Regions from separate parts of the Mus musculus genome. Here region 1 is linked to region 2. A link is a contact called in public HiChIP or PLAC-seq data. All regions are on one chromosome and are shown on one strand. Each heading gives the region's core, a stretch centred on a gene start, on an enhancer-like site or on the middle of the called end of the contact. The rest is flanking DNA. Distances are from core to core; before and after follow the strand shown.

The links. HiChIP or PLAC-seq counts read pairs in DNA pulled down with a chosen protein or histone mark.
Region 1: a contact with region 2 is called in an H3K27ac HiChIP or PLAC-seq map of embryonic stem cells, with 16 read pairs. The contact joins two enhancer-like sites. A contact is called at or near these places in 1 of 39 promoter capture datasets (hematopoietic stem and progenitor cells), 6 of 484 Hi-C or Micro-C datasets (Th2 cells, bone marrow-derived macrophages, cumulus cells and 2 more), 7 of 115 datasets of contacts at active chromatin or transcription factors (all in embryonic stem cells) and 3 of 9 other capture datasets (adipose tissue, liver and pancreatic islet).

Annotation. Positions count from the first base shown.
Region 1 is chr10:88,707,594-88,710,293 of GRCm38.p6, forward strand. No RefSeq gene overlaps it. Among named protein-coding and RNA genes, the nearest start is that of Gm4925, 22 kb to the right of the region's middle. Within about 2 kb of position 1,293, at least 68 of the 459 cell types and tissues checked have an H3K27ac peak or open chromatin away from gene starts, as enhancers often do. A contact at or near this core is called in embryonic stem cells, where this site is marked.
Region 2 is chr10:88,546,036-88,548,735 of GRCm38.p6, forward strand. It overlaps Mybpc1 (myosin binding protein C, slow-type), which reads right to left. Exons shown (of 29, transcript NM_175418.5): 17 at 1-96. Among named protein-coding and RNA genes, the nearest start is that of Chpt1, 43 kb to the left of the region's middle. Within about 2 kb of position 1,321, at least 14 of the 459 cell types and tissues checked have an H3K27ac peak or open chromatin away from gene starts, as enhancers often do. A contact at or near this core is called in embryonic stem cells, where this site is marked.

The sequences.
Region 1 (2,700 bases), core at 43-2,542, 160 kb after region 2:
GAAATGTATATGCACTGTACGTAGTAGATGTAGGGTAAAAGCTCTGAGCTCACTTCCAGGTTTGAAAACCCACCCCAAACCCACCAATCCCAGAGCTAAAAAAACCCACCAATGCCTGAGCTATAAAACAAACAAACAAACAAACAAACAAACAAACACCAATTCAATCTCTGAGCTCAGATCAAACTCCCACCAATCCCTGGCTCAGAACAACCTCAATGCTTGGGCTTGCCCCAAGCTTAGGACTTGAAATCCTACCAATTTCCACCCTGGAAATTTCAATCCTGGAAAGCTCCGCCCCTAAGAAACCCTATATAGGGCTGGCAAGATGGCTCAGCGGGTAAGGACACTGACTGCTCTTCTGAAGGTTCTGAGTTCAAATCCCAGCAACCACGTGGTGGCTCACAACCACTCGTAATGAGATCTAATGCCCTCTTCTTGTGCATCTGAAGACAGCTACATCGTACTTATGTATGATAATAAATAAATCTTAAAAAGAAAAAGAAACCCTATATAAACCTGTTTCCTGCTCAGTTCTCTGCTGCTTCTCACTCGAACATGAACAGCCACAAGTCTCTTGTTCTGTGGTGTAACTTTGTGGTATTCTTTGGCTCTGAACTGCCAGGAAACCTTCTCCCTCAGACCTCTAACACTCCCACCACTGGGGAAACCTTCTCCCTCAGACCTCTAACATTCCCACTGGGGAAACCTTCCCCTGCAGAGAGCTGTAACCTTTCCTTTAGGGAAGTCTCCACTGGGAAGCCTTTCCTCTCAGAGCTCTATACTTGCAGTAGAATTTAACATGTCCTTGGTTGATTAAAGCCTGTCTGTCTAACATGTGGGGAACACAGTTGTTAGTTATTCATATGGTGTTGACTCTGTGTTTACTTACTCTCTGTTGATAGCATACTATGTTCACTATTCACTGGCTGCGTGCTCGATGCTATTCTAGTAAGTAGCAAGCAAGACCAGGCAAGGCTCCTGAAGTCAGGAAAGCAATGGCTTGGTGGTGTAGACGGGGCTTCATCAGAAAATAACAGGCAGATGTACATTTTCCTCAAAAAAAAAAAAGGTGTGTATTTGAAGATACCAAGGTATCTTCTAGCTCAAATATCTTAATTATTTTAGTTCTCTTTTTCTCTTTATCTGTGCACGTACTTTTTAGAGTGGGAAACCCCCTACTTGAGCAAATGGCTAGTGAATAACGTCACGTGACTCCTTTCCATATTGCTCACTTAAATCTGATGTTCTCAGGCAGCCTCCTCCTGCACTCTTGCTAAAGCTCTGCAAGTTTGCTGACTCATTGTTCTCAGAGGAACATCACGAGCCATGAGTAAGCAAACTGCACTGACTAAGGAGACAGATGGCGACCCTTTGTTTGGCTCTCTGGGGGGTAGAATTTGAAAGCTCAGACTTGGGGCTGAGAGTCTTTTCCTGGAACCCTATGTTATTTATCTTTCTTTAGAAACCCACCACTTGGCATCATTTAGCACTGCTTTCCCCTGATAATAGAGTGTAAATGTCTTATGTTCACTAGAAGGATATGATTAAAAAAAAAAAAAAAGAGGTTGGAAAATCTGAAGATTGAGAAACTTGGTTAGAGACTTCAGACTTGAGCTGTTGTTCAGAGGGAGGCATGGCACAAAATTCTGGCTGCTAGGTGGCAGAGACCACACCATGAAACACGGAGGAAACATAACTGCTAAGCCATCTTGCCCCCGTACAGAAAAAGTCCATTTCGTTACCAAAGGTCACCACCACTCAATCCAGAGCACACCCAGCAGCCAATTAAAGTTGTAAAGCAGCTGGGCGTGGTGGCAAAAACCTGTCTCAAAAACCAAAACTAAAGACAAAAAACAACAACAACAACAACAACAAAAGTTGTCGTTTCTGATCTGCCTCATTCTGACTCTTATAGGCAACCATCACTTACTCTTTTTGTTTCTTTGTATTCATTTTTTTTTTTCTCTTAAGATTGAGGTCTCTCTGTGTAGCCCTGCTGTCCTAGAACTCACTCTCTAGACCAGGCTGGCCTCAAATCCACAGAGATCCTCAATTGCTCTGCCTCTTCAGTGTTGAGATTAAAGGCATTCACCACCACACCTGGCCAGGCTTACTTTTTAAGCCTAACAATATTCATTTAAGTTGGTTCTTTTTCTTTTTCTTTTTTTTGGGGGGGGGGGATTTGGTTTTTTGGTTTTTTTGGGGGGGGGTTAATTGGTTTTTTTTTTTTTTTTTTTTTTTTTTGGTTTTTCGAGACAGGGTTTCTCTGTGTAGTCCTGGCTGTCCTGGAATTCACTCTGTAGACCAGGCTGGCCTCGAACTCAGAAATCCACCTGCCTCTGCCTCCCAAGTGCTGGGGTTAAAGGCATGTGCCACCATGCCCCGCAAGTCGGTTCTTTATTTTATGGTTTTCACTACAGCACCAGGTCTTCCCAAGTGCTGTTGCATCTAAACATCAAGCAGGCCTGACCCCGATTTAGCTTCTGAGACCAGTGGAGATCAGGCGTGTTGAGGGTGGTTTGACTGTAGACTCATCTAAGTGGCTAATGTTGCAGAACTGAAACCTTTGATAGATAAATAGATAGGATAGATTAGTGAGAAACCTTAGCACATAACAGAGATGGGGTGACTATCTCTTTTCTTCTAAATTTAAAGTCAATGAGTACCTAGCAACCTGATCGCCTAGAAAGATTGTTG
Region 2 (2,700 bases), core at 71-2,570:
CACACCAGAGTCGTCTCTCTCTGCCACGTCAATGACCAGTGTGCTGCTGTCAGGGTAGGATTCTGCCCTGATCCGACCACTGCCTTCCATAATAGCCTGAAAAGGAAGAAGCAAACACGATGTGATGGATTGACAAGAGCCACTCTAGAGTATCTGAGGACCTCAGCCAGGCGGGCCCAAGTGTCTGACCTGTACATTGTCAGGTCAATCTACTCCATTTACCCAGGAGGGAACCCAGACTTCATGTGCTCAAGCCCACATTGCTGAGAGGCAGAGAGCCGGGGCTGGATTCAAAAGTCTGTTAACTAGAAGCTTTCCCAAAGAAAGCCAAGGACAGAAAAATACAAGGGAGGTGTCCTTTTGGGATGCCAACTAATATCAGAGACTCATGGATTTCATTTGCATGGATATCTTGAGAAAACGGGAACACGTTGAAAAGGTTGGGAGTGGGGGCACTCATCTTTAACCCCAGCACTCTGGCGGCAGATCTCTGTGATCTGCAAGTTCAAGGCCAGCCAGAGCTACATAGTGAGATCTTATCTCCAAAAAACAAGCAAGGCAAAACGCAAAAACCAAAAAAACATGGCAGCGGGTGAGCAGTGTTGGAAGATGGTGCCAGGATAATCTTCCACTCTGTTTAATATTAAGTTTCCATTTTTAAAAGATGTATTTACTTTCACTTTATGGGTGTGTTGTTCTGCGTGCATATGTCTGTGCACCATGGATATCCAGTATTCCTGAGGGTCAGAAGACAGCCTCAGATCTCCCAGAGCTGGAGTCATAGATGGTTGTTAGCAGCTATGTCGATGTTGGGAACGGACTCCCTGGGTCCTTTGCAAGAGCAACAAGTGCTCTGAACCACTGAGCCAACTCTCAGCCTTAAGTTTCCACTTTGGATAAGGATGTGGAAAGATGACTGATCCCAAGTGGCAGGGAAAAGCTGAGCTGGCAGCTGTACTCTTTGATTTTCTGCTGTGTTAAATTCTTAAACCGCTGAGCTACATCCCCCAACCTCTGATCTCCTAAGCCAGGTGCTCACTGCATAGCCCTGACTGGTCTGGAACTTGCTGTGTAGACCAGACCAGCCTTGAATTCCCAGAGATCCTCATGCCTCTGCCTCTAGAGTACTGGGAATAAAGGCACATGTCACCATACTGGCCCCCACACCCCAGGGCTCCATCTGAGCAGCTTCCACTCCAGTGCATGATCTCCTGCCTCCCTGGGCTTCTTGTATGAAAAAGCCCTAAACGGTCTTTAGGTTATGTCTGGGTGTTTACCCCCTGTATGTTACCTGGATTGAAATATCTCCCTCCCTCCTCTTTCCTCTGCTAGGAACCAGACCCGGGGCTTCATGCATGTCAGGCAAAGGCTCTACCCCCTACTAGCCCCCCCTGTCACTACCATTGGAATATTCTCCCAAGGCAGTAAGCAAGGCAGTGTAGGATATCCTTACTTATTGTTATATTCTGAGCCATCGCTTTTTATAACTTGACCTGGTTCAGATGTCCAGAAATTAACTGTTCACACGGTTTTGTTAATTTGGGGATTACTCTCTGTGTGAGAATTTAAGTTGGGTTCCTGTGGTTCCATTTCTCTGCAAGTAAAAGTCTTAAATTCTGCCTTTAGTCTCCCCTGCAACCCCGCCCCCAGGAAGCCAGGGATTGTTTAAACTGAGACACTTTACCCCCTTCCCCCCCAAGTCCCCATCTTTTGTTTTCTCCTGGTCTCCACCCAGCAGCAGTGGCTTTCTAGGCCTCCCACACACTAATTAAGCTCATTCCCTGTCCTTGACCTTGGTGCTTGCAAGGCCTACACCAGGAGATCACTTCCCTTCGGAATTCAGGGAGGGGAGTCTCTTACTGTCAATCATGGAGGCTTAGGTGGGTGAGGGTGACACTCTGCCCAGTTACTATCACAATATGCTCTTGGGTTTTTCATTTTGCTTAGTGTGTGTGTGTGTGTGTGTGTGTGTGTGTGTGTGTGTTAAAGACAGGGTCTTTTTAGGTAGCCTTTACTGTCCTTTGATAGTGAATACTCCTATCTTAGTCAGTGTAATTGTTATGGAACGGGACACCATACCCAGCTTAGCATGTCCTGTTATTTCCACTGCACTCTTTACTATGCAAAGTGATTTCCTTCTCTATTTTACTTCTTTTCTTCCTTCCTGCTCCATGGCATCCATGGAATATAAGGTGGGACTGTGTTCATAAGTCACAGAATCAGGCTTAGCTAAATAAGTAGGTGGCTAGAAATATAAAAACAAATGATTAATGGATTCATGCAAAAATCAGTTTTTATTCTCTTTTCAGAGGAATTATATCCATAATGAACTTTTTTTTGGACTATTTTTTTTGTTTTCTCTCTCTCTCTCTCTCTCTCTCTCTCTCTCTCTCTCTCTCTCTCTCTCTCTCTCTCTCTCTCTCTCTCTCTCTCTCTCTCTCTCTCTCTGTATGTTGTGTTTAGACAGGGTCTCACTCTTTGACTGTAGCTTTGAATGTCCCAGAACTCATTATGTAGGCCAGGCTAGCTTCCAAATCATAGAAGCCTGCCTGTGTTTGTTTCCAGTGTCGGGATTAAAGACACGAACTACGACACCTGGCTGTAGCATACACTTGATTTGTGCCTCTTCTCTGCACCTGAATCACAGGGTCAGGTCATGTGCATGCACATGCTTGCACATGTGTGGCGTTTGTGTGTGAG